2 separate regions of the Mus musculus genome follow, and region 1 is linked to region 2. Evidence: chromatin contacts called from public Hi-C data. All regions are on one chromosome and are shown on one strand. Each heading gives the region's core, a stretch centred on a gene start, on an enhancer-like site or on the middle of the called end of the contact. The rest is flanking DNA. Distances are from core to core; before and after follow the strand shown. Region 1 overlaps Plxna4 (plexin A4). Region 2 has its middle 93 kb from the start of Gm31894.

The links. Hi-C and Micro-C count contacts between places; a contact is called where the count stands out from the background.
Region 1: a Hi-C map of cortical neurons shows a contact between it and region 2, with 2.4 times the contacts expected there. The contact joins two enhancer-like sites. A contact is called at or near these places in 2 of 484 Hi-C or Micro-C datasets (adipose-derived mesenchymal stem cells and cortical neurons).

Annotation. Positions count from the first base shown.
Region 1 is chr6:32,450,031-32,454,733 of GRCm38.p6, reverse strand. All of the region lies in intron 3 of Plxna4 (plexin A4), which reads left to right. Among named protein-coding and RNA genes, the nearest start is that of Plxna4os1, 59 kb to the left of the region's middle. Within about 2 kb of position 2,708, at least 4 of the 459 cell types and tissues checked have an H3K27ac peak or open chromatin away from gene starts, as enhancers often do. A contact at or near this core is called in cortical neurons, where this site is marked.
Region 2 is chr6:31,922,782-31,927,034 of GRCm38.p6, reverse strand. No RefSeq gene overlaps it. Among named protein-coding and RNA genes, the nearest start is that of Gm31894, 93 kb to the left of the region's middle. Within about 2 kb of position 2,479, at least 21 of the 459 cell types and tissues checked have an H3K27ac peak or open chromatin away from gene starts, as enhancers often do. A contact at or near this core is called in cortical neurons, where this site is marked.

The DNA.
Region 1 (4,703 bases), core at 1,459-3,958, 530 kb before region 2:
AATTTGAAGGTGTATTGCTCAGGATTAAACCCAGGATCTTGCCTTTTCTAGGCAAGTGCTCTATGACTAAGTTTATATACATAGACCTCAACACAGGTTAATGTCTGTTTGAACCAAGATGTGACATCAGGACCTATCCCTTTACATGGAAGCTAAAATCACCCATGATCAGAATGCACAAAATGCAGAATGTGGGCCTCCTTGCCAATCAGGGAGTCAGTTTCTGATCAGCACCAGCTGAGCAGAAGGACATTGCAGAGAAGATGAGATGGTTTGCTCAACTCAGAGATTTGAAGAAAAGGATTGAGTATGAGGTAGAGAGAGTTTTAAAACCAAGGACTTTCAGATCACAGAACAGAATATTATGGAAGACTGGGATTGAGTAAGATTGTGTGTTTTAACTCACTTAAACAACCTTGAATTGGCTTAGTTTGTTATCAGAAGTATTTGAAGAAAGAAGGGAGAAGTTAAGGCCTGGAGGAAATACATGGGGCAGAGCTCATTGGTGCTGGTAGGCCTGTGGCTCCCCACGTGCTTGCAATGGGATCATTCTGTTATTGTGCATCTTGGAATGGAGGTGCATATTTTAAAAAGGAAGCTATGTCAGAAACATTTTCATTTGAAAGAGGTATCAGTTTCAGAAATGAAGGGGAACCTGAAAGATGCTGCATTGTTGGTCTTCCTCATGTTCCTCCTCAGTGTCCTTGGGCAGCTATGTTTTCTTTTTCATCATAAGGAGGAGAAGTAAAAAGCAGGTTAACTAAGGACGTACATAAAGGCAGGCTGAGCCCAGGGACATGGGGCAACAGTGTCATGACCAGAAACAACAGCTAGTGGAGATGTTGGTGATATGTGCAGCGGGAAAAAGACGGCTGGCTGGCTGCATCTGTAAATCTAGAGACAGCCAAGAGAAGAGGGCATGGGGATCATGGTTGTGGAACTGTTGGGTTGTCTAATACTCTAAAGGAAGAAGGAATCCGCAGAATGATGGTGCAATTGGGCCCTGAGAAGATTGTTCTATTGATTTAGACCTTCAGTAGTTTGTTTTCTCCTTACACAGGCTTGGGACTTTGCAACCCCCCAACTGCAAGCAGTTCAGTACACAGCAACGTTTTCCCCAAAATTGAGATATAAGAAAAAAAATAGACCCACTTATAGTTTGCAATGTGACGTGTCCCTTTAAAAAGTTCATGCGCTAAAGGCTTGTTCTCCAACTGATGGCACCATGGATAGGTGACTGGATCACTGGGGCTTGGCCTTCATTCCTGGCTCGATCTGTGGATGGGTTCATATCTTAATTACATTATTTGAAAGTGATAGAGATGTAGGAAGTGGGGCCTGATAGGAGGAAGTGGGTCACTAGGAACATATTCTCAGGTCTTGTATTTTGTCCCTAACTGTTTCCTGTCATTCTCTCTGCTGCCTGGATGCTGTGGAGGTAAAAATGTCTGTTTTGCCATGCCCTTCCACCATGCTGGTCTGCTGTACTGTAGGTCCAGAAACAATGCAGCCAGCCAGTCAGCCGAGCTTTGACCTCTGAAAACATCAGCCAAAGTAAACCTTTCCCCTTCCAGTCGTTTTCCCAGGTATCTTGTCATAGTCATCAAAGCTATGACTAACTCACGGCCAGTGGGATTAGCCTTTGCTGTCAAAACACAGCCACAGTGAAGGGAGAAGCACAGGGCATCAGCAAAGCAACACCTTCCTGCTGGGCATGGCTTCCTGTTCCTCCACAGACTTGACAGGATCTGGACCTGGGAAGAAAGAAAATATGAAATGTCGGACAAATCTCGCTGTGAGGACCACTGGCCTGTGACTGCGGGATACAGCTGGTCAGGCTTCTTTGCAGAAAAAAGACAGCGAGACCTTTAGAGTCATGGGACTGCAGCGCAGGCCCAGCAAACAGACCTGGCCCTTCCTCTCATGATTCTTAAGCTGTGGGTGGCAACCCCCTTGGGGGTTGAATGACCCTTTCACAGAGGTCACCTAAGACCATTGGAAAACACAAATATTTACATTATGATTCATTACAGTAGCAAAATTACAGTTAATGAAGTAGCAACAAAAAATAATTTTATGGTTGGTGGTCACCTCATCAAGAGGAACTATATCAAAAGGTTACAGCATTAGGAAAGTTGAAGACCACTGCTCTAGCAATGGCAGGCCAGTTGATGATGCCTTACTTGGTGCAACAGCCTATACCTTTACGTCTGTCATACCATGGCAAGGTACATCAAAAGAAGGCACATAGAAAATTCAGCAGGCAGAGCATCACTTGTTAGGGAAACTGGGTTCCATGATTAACCACATTTTTTTTAACATCCATTTGTGAGGCTGACCTATGAAAGTCTAGAGCTGTTCTTAGTCATTATTCTATATACTTCAGGTAGGACCTGATCCATAGGGCACACTTTATAAGTATTTTCTAGATGCTAGGGGCATGGAATGACAACAAAGGGCAGCGTTGAAAAGAAGATGAAGAAGAAGGAGAAGAAGGAGAAGAAGAGGAGGAGGAGAAGGAGGAGGAGGAAGAGGAGGAAGAAGAGGAGGAGGAGGGGGAACAGGAGGAGGAGGAGGAAGAGGAAAGATGCCTTGTGGAAGCAGCAAGTTGGAATCTAGAAAGAGAATGTAGGTGGCAGGGAAAGTTGCCCATTTGAGAAAGCCAGCACTTGAGGCATTCCCAGAAAGACAGGGGGAGGGAAGGACATCTGTTAGGTCTTGGAAGAATGGGTTGGAGACTGGGATGTTCCCTCTCTCTTTCCAGGCCCCATCTCCATCCTTTCTCTGCTTGCTGACAGTCAATATCATTTGCACCTGCAGTCTTAGCAGCTATTGTCCTCTGCAAACTCTGTGGCCCTAGGCACCAAAATCCAGGCCAGTGACACTAAGCGCTCCTGTTTGCCCCTGACAGACCTTTGACTTTGTCCTTTCCAAGCTGGATTCATCTTCTCTTTGGTCTCTGTGTCACCCAGGCAACCCTGAAGGACAAACATGACAGTGGAGGGGCTGGGGCTCTGCAAAGGGAGAGTGAATCTCTGACTCTCCCCCAGCCTCAAATAGTAGGATGTTCTCTTACCTGTGATCTATTGATAGAGGAGTCCAGGAGCAGAAGCATCACTCTGACATGCGTCTTCACTAGAAGCTTTGATGGCATGTCACTTCCTGGAGCATTGGCACTCCTTGTCCTGGATGGAGCCTTGACATGCCTCTGTCCTTGCTAGGTTGCATCGCCTTTGGAACGATCCTTCTCTGACACTCAGCGTTTGCTGGCCTTGGGTAGACCATTCTTTTATAGATTCTCTGACTAGAGCCAAAGCAATAAAGAGTGTTACTTGACTGAATAGGGTTTTTTTGTGCTGTGTTAGAGCCAGGATATTTTTATACAAATATGATATGAAATATAAAAAGATATGAAATAAACTCTCAAAGAAGAGCTTTAAAAAGGATCTCATTCATTACTATCCTCAAAAAGCTGAGAGCTTCGTGGAACGAGCGCGTGGAAATGCCGTAGCCTACAACCTTGAGCCCCGTGTGCAGTGGACTGGATTTCCAAGAACAGTGCTCTCCCAGCTAGGGGATGGAAGCAGGAGCCGCGAGCGTTTTCTTGTTATTCTCAACTCAATTTAATAAGCATCCATGGAAGACTGTGCAAATTCAGAAGTGTTAACCATGACCCTGTCAGCTCCTAGCCCACCATGAAGCTCAGCGTTCTGAAATACAGAAAATGGAAGCAAACAATCCAGCCAAGATCTTATCCGTTAGCCTACAATTCAAGTGATGTGCAGTGTCATGGGGCGGATATTGTCAGAGGTGAGAGTGAAGCCCCATCGAGAGACTTAGGCCCTGCCTCTGTTATAGATGAGAACACACTATGAGACTGGGGCCATGTGCATGGGTTATTGCTGGAATGAGTCAAGACTCCAGCCTCTATTGCTATTCTAGGATTGAGGAATGTGTGTCTGTACTACTCCCAGGCTTGGCACATTTACACATGCACACAACGGACTGTTTATCAAGAACAAATTTTTAACGAATTAAATATGAGAATAGCTGTCAGCATACTTTGGGAAAAGAAGTTCATAGTGACATTGAACTCTACTTCCAGAAGCAAGTATTGTCCCTTGTATCAGTCCCCTTTGCTTGTTGCTCCTGGCTGCCTCAGGTGTCTGCCCCAAACCCCATAAATCCGGGTAGGGTCACTACAAAGAGTCTGATACAATTTTTAAAAAAAATCCTATTTAGAGACAAAAGTCCCACAGCAGCCTCTGTTCCCTGACCCCTGTGCAGTTAGCTTTTTCCACAAAGAAGGACCCAGTAATCACTGTTCATGCTGAAATATTTGATTTATTCTGTGGAGGTCCATTGGAGGGCCTTTTACAAAGGAAACTGTGGAAAAACATTTGCCTGGAAGCTTTGGGAATGGGATGGGCGATCAGAAAGAATTACGAGCACACACCCTTGGAATTGTTATCTCATTAAACCCATGTTCCATGAGTGTACAGATTTTCCAATGCATTTGGGTCTCTTGTCTCTGGACAATGAAATTGCTATCCTTTGCCACAGAATAAATTACCTGTCAGGCTCTTTTAAGCGGTTTCAGGGTGGTGAGTTTAAAAACAGTACATATGCTTTACCCAGCAGTGGGCATGGAGTGAGAGTCCTACCCAAAGTTGTTTTTATGTGCTGTTTGCTGCGTTGTGCTG
Region 2 (4,253 bases), core at 1,230-3,729:
TTAGAGCTTGGGCTTCTGCATGCTGGGGGCAATAGGTCTTTTTCAGATTAGCTTTGAATTCATTTCCCCATAGTATATATAAACACGTCAAGAAGAGTGTGATGCATGTTCATACTCAAGAAAGCAGGACTTAAGTTAAGGGGTCTGAAAACCACATCACAAGAAGACTAGGTAAGGTGAGCCATCTGCCTTCAATACTGAAGTAGTATCCCTTGAAAGATCTAAAGATATTAAGACCAGACCCAAAGGTGATAAACTAAAGATCAGTTCTGCATAAGGAAGGAAATGTCTGAAACTGGATCTGTCCAAGATGGCCAAGTGCCCTGTGTGGTCTAAGACCACACTCTGTCATGTCCATCTTTGCTCTGCTCTGATCATTGACTCTCTTTGTCTGTTTCCCTAGAGGCTTTGGGTCTTACTCGTGTTAGGATAGGCTGATCTGAGCTGGAATCCTAACTCTGAAGGGGTCACTGATGAAGCTTGCCTGTGGTCTCTGGCTTCTCTTAAATTCTAAGAGAAAACCTAGAGACAAGATGGGTCACCTGCTTGATGCCTAAGGTAAGTTCTTCTATCCATCCCCATCATACAGGTGAACGAAGATCAGGCTCAAGTCATGACTCCTCATGGAAATAGAAAAGACCATATTCTCCTTCCCACCTGACCCAGTTGAAGATGGCACAAATTCACCTGAGCCCCTGGAGATACACAGTGGGGTGCTCCAAGCTTTTCTAGCGTCACAGTTGACTTGGAGACAAAGATTAGGCTAGCATGAAAATTTCTAGACTTTTCCATGTAGAAAGCTGTAGAGTCCACCATATAATATACATGGCATGGTTTCAAATCTGCAGCCATTACTCCCACTGAAGTTGAAGTAGAAGAGATGATTGTAAGAACACAGGGCTTTTATGGCATGTGGAGATGATGGTGGGGCTTATTAGGTTGTCCCATTGGATACATTATTCTCCAGGGGGCTTAATCAAGAATTATATCGGCAAGATCTTATTTGATATTGGATTCCAATTTCCCCAGAAACATTCTGCCTGCTCGATTTGCAGCTTGGATGCAAGGCTAAGCGAACCTAGTGGCCAGGCCCTTGTTTCTCATGCTCTAAGACTTTGAAGGGAAGCCAGCTAAGATTTATTAGACATTTTTATTATCTAGCTCACACCCCACCCATATCCATTCACACAAATCACCTTTGCAGAACCAGTGAGATCTCTCCACCTGGCATTTAGAGCCTCTGTGTTTACAGAACAAGGAAGCCCAAAAGTTGAGAACTTCTGACAGCCATGGCTCTGTGGTTGTTCTTAATTTCTGGAAGCCCTGCTTACTTTAGCTCTGTTCTGTTTCTGCTATGCCTCCTGTTGCTAATTGACAGCCTCTCTCTGGGCATCATCTATCTCACCCCAAAGAAGCTCCCTGGACAGGAAAGGGCTTGAGTGCATGGTGGCTGGATGGGACTTCTCAATATTGGCATCCATCTTGACCCTGCTCCTAAGTCCTTGGTAACTTTTGGAAATCCCTTTCCAAGTCTCTACCTTTGTAAGCAACCTCTTATGATTAATTCATGGGGTGGCTGAGAATAGTAAGATACACCTAATCCCACAAAGCTAGTTGTCATGAATTTAAAGTCAGGTTTAGAAAAGAAGTTGGGAGACAGAGCTCTGGAAAACACTCCATCTCCATTCCTCATCTCACCAGTAAGGATAAATATTTATCATAAACACCCCAGGGTAAATATGATAAACACCCATTGAACCTGGTTGCTGGTGAGATGTGGAAGGGACCCCAGAAACCTCCCATCCTTGACTGCTCACCTGTAGACCATGTGACCATCACTTATAATCTGTACTGCCTCAGAGCTCGCCTCCTTGGACAGAGCCATTTCATCCTCAGGAAGATTTAGGCAATGAGCAGACAGGAGGAAAGATGCAGGAGGCCTTTTCTCTTCCTGACATCCATTATCCCAAGGGTAGAAGTGAAAGCTGCCAAGGGACTCTGTGGACCCCATCTTCTGCTTCTTTTGCACAATTTTGTCACCAAATATGTCCTCTATACTTCTATTCTCAGCCTGTTCATCTCTAGTATTCTTATTCAGAATTCACACAAGGCTCTGCCACTCACTACTCCCCCCACTTACCACAATAATCTGTCCAGAGCCAGCTCCCAGCTCATATCTCCCATGTGACCATTTTCTTCTTGGCAGATGACAACCTGGATATTCAGGACCTCCTCAGTCTCATTCGCTCTGAGCCACTGGTTAGCTCATTAGAATCGATAGCTAATGGGGGTGGGGGTTGTGGGGGTGAGGCCTGGACAAGGGACTCCACTTGTTCCCAAGATGCTGTTGATGCCTGGAATAAATAAAGACCTTGATACAGCCCAGAAAAGATGACCTGGAGCCTATAGCTGAGCTGGGGTGCTGGTCAAGGACCCACACTCCCCAGCAAAGAAGCACCATGCACTTGTGGAAGATGGGAAGAGATTCCTGTTACCATGGTAACAGTCAGACAGCCCAAACTGCTGCAGGCTGTGAGGGAAAGGCACCAAGAAATATCCTAGTGAGATGCAGGAATTCACCCACAGCTACTACGAAACCCACCATAGGTGTGGCCAAATCAAATAGTACCCAGGCTGTTTAACAGTTGGGGTCCATGGAAGAGCCCCTGGGAACAGGACTGTCATTGTCCACTCCAGGATGGGGATGTGTTTCTAGGTGTGATGAACACTGGGCTCATGTGATATCACTTTTGGGCAATGTTTCTATTTTGCGAGTAAAACAAAGGCATTGACTGCCTTAGCACAGCTGGAGTCTTGAGACTGCGGCTGAGGTAGTTGTTCCTCCTTCATGCCCCACAGCTCTTTGCCCATGCCTCCATTAGCACTAATTACACTGTGCTCTAATTATTTGTTTACATGTCTGGCTCTCTCTCAGTCAAGCAGCTTGTGAGCAGGGATGGCATCCTGTTCCTGTAGATTCTTAGCACACATCCTTGGCACACAGTAGGTGTTTAGAATGCATTTTCTGAACAAATGAATGAATCTCAGCCAAGGACAAAGTTGGGAACTTTAGAGTAGAACAACAGTGTGTACAATCAAGGCCCACCGGGCAGTTACAGATGTACAGCTTTGCACAAAGGGCCCACAGCTCATGACAACCGCCTGGGGAGAAATATAAATTCACCGTATAAAATGCAATGTCTGCTTGATGTATAGTTGCTGTTGCACCATGGTAAAGCTGGAAAGTCAAACTATCGTAAATTGAAGGCCTTGTATATTTTTCTAGGCAAATGACTATACCAAGCCTTTAAAAAAAACACACAAAAAGCATATTTAGTAGCTGTGCTAAGCACTTCATGGACAGCATGGGAGAGGACATCGCCTATGGGCAGGGATGCTACAGGCAGAGGAATGTCAATGAGAGAGCTATGAGAAGATCCAATTCTAGTGGAGACGTGGACCTGAACAGAAAATTGGGCTTTTCTAATAGTTTAACCAGACTTACGTCTTTGGTACGTCCCACTGGATTTCTCAAAGCAACAGGGAGAAAAGTTCAACAAGAGAGATTTGGCATTGGGTCACCACAGAGGAAATAAATGGTACTGAATAGGTAATTCATCGTTAATCTGAAAGGTGTGCTGTCCAGGGGATGTGACTGGGGGGGGGGGGGGGGACAGAGCTTGCCCTATACCACAGGTTCAATCCAGAATTTTACCTTTGTTGTAGTTTTGATACAACACATACCCCACTTGGTTCCTAGCCTAAAGGTTGGAAGGTTGTGGGACCTTTAGAAGATGGAACCTCACTGTAGAACATGAATCAGTGGAATCGGTGGGGTTTGATAGCCTGGCCACTCTTTCTCCCACTCTGTGACTGCAAACAAGATGTGACTGGTTGCCTCACACTTCTGATGTTCTTCCCTCCTGTGAGGCAGCAGTGAGGCAAAGAGAACCCTTTGTCTCCCAAGATGCTTTCTGTGTGGTATTTCGTCACAGCATAAAGAACGGTAACCAATACAACCCTGTGGCCGTTTCCTCAGAGTACATCAACCCTTGTTTATTTATGCTTGTCCTCCATCCTCATGTGGCTCTCCATCTTTCATCCACCTATGTACCTCATAAAGTTTGAAGTAAGCAGAAAATTGATCAAATCACTCATATATGCACTTAAATATAGAAGCTAAAGTACCATTACTGGAAAGGGACTCTAAAAACACCGTCTAGATCTCAGTACAGATGCCCCTCAAATTACGA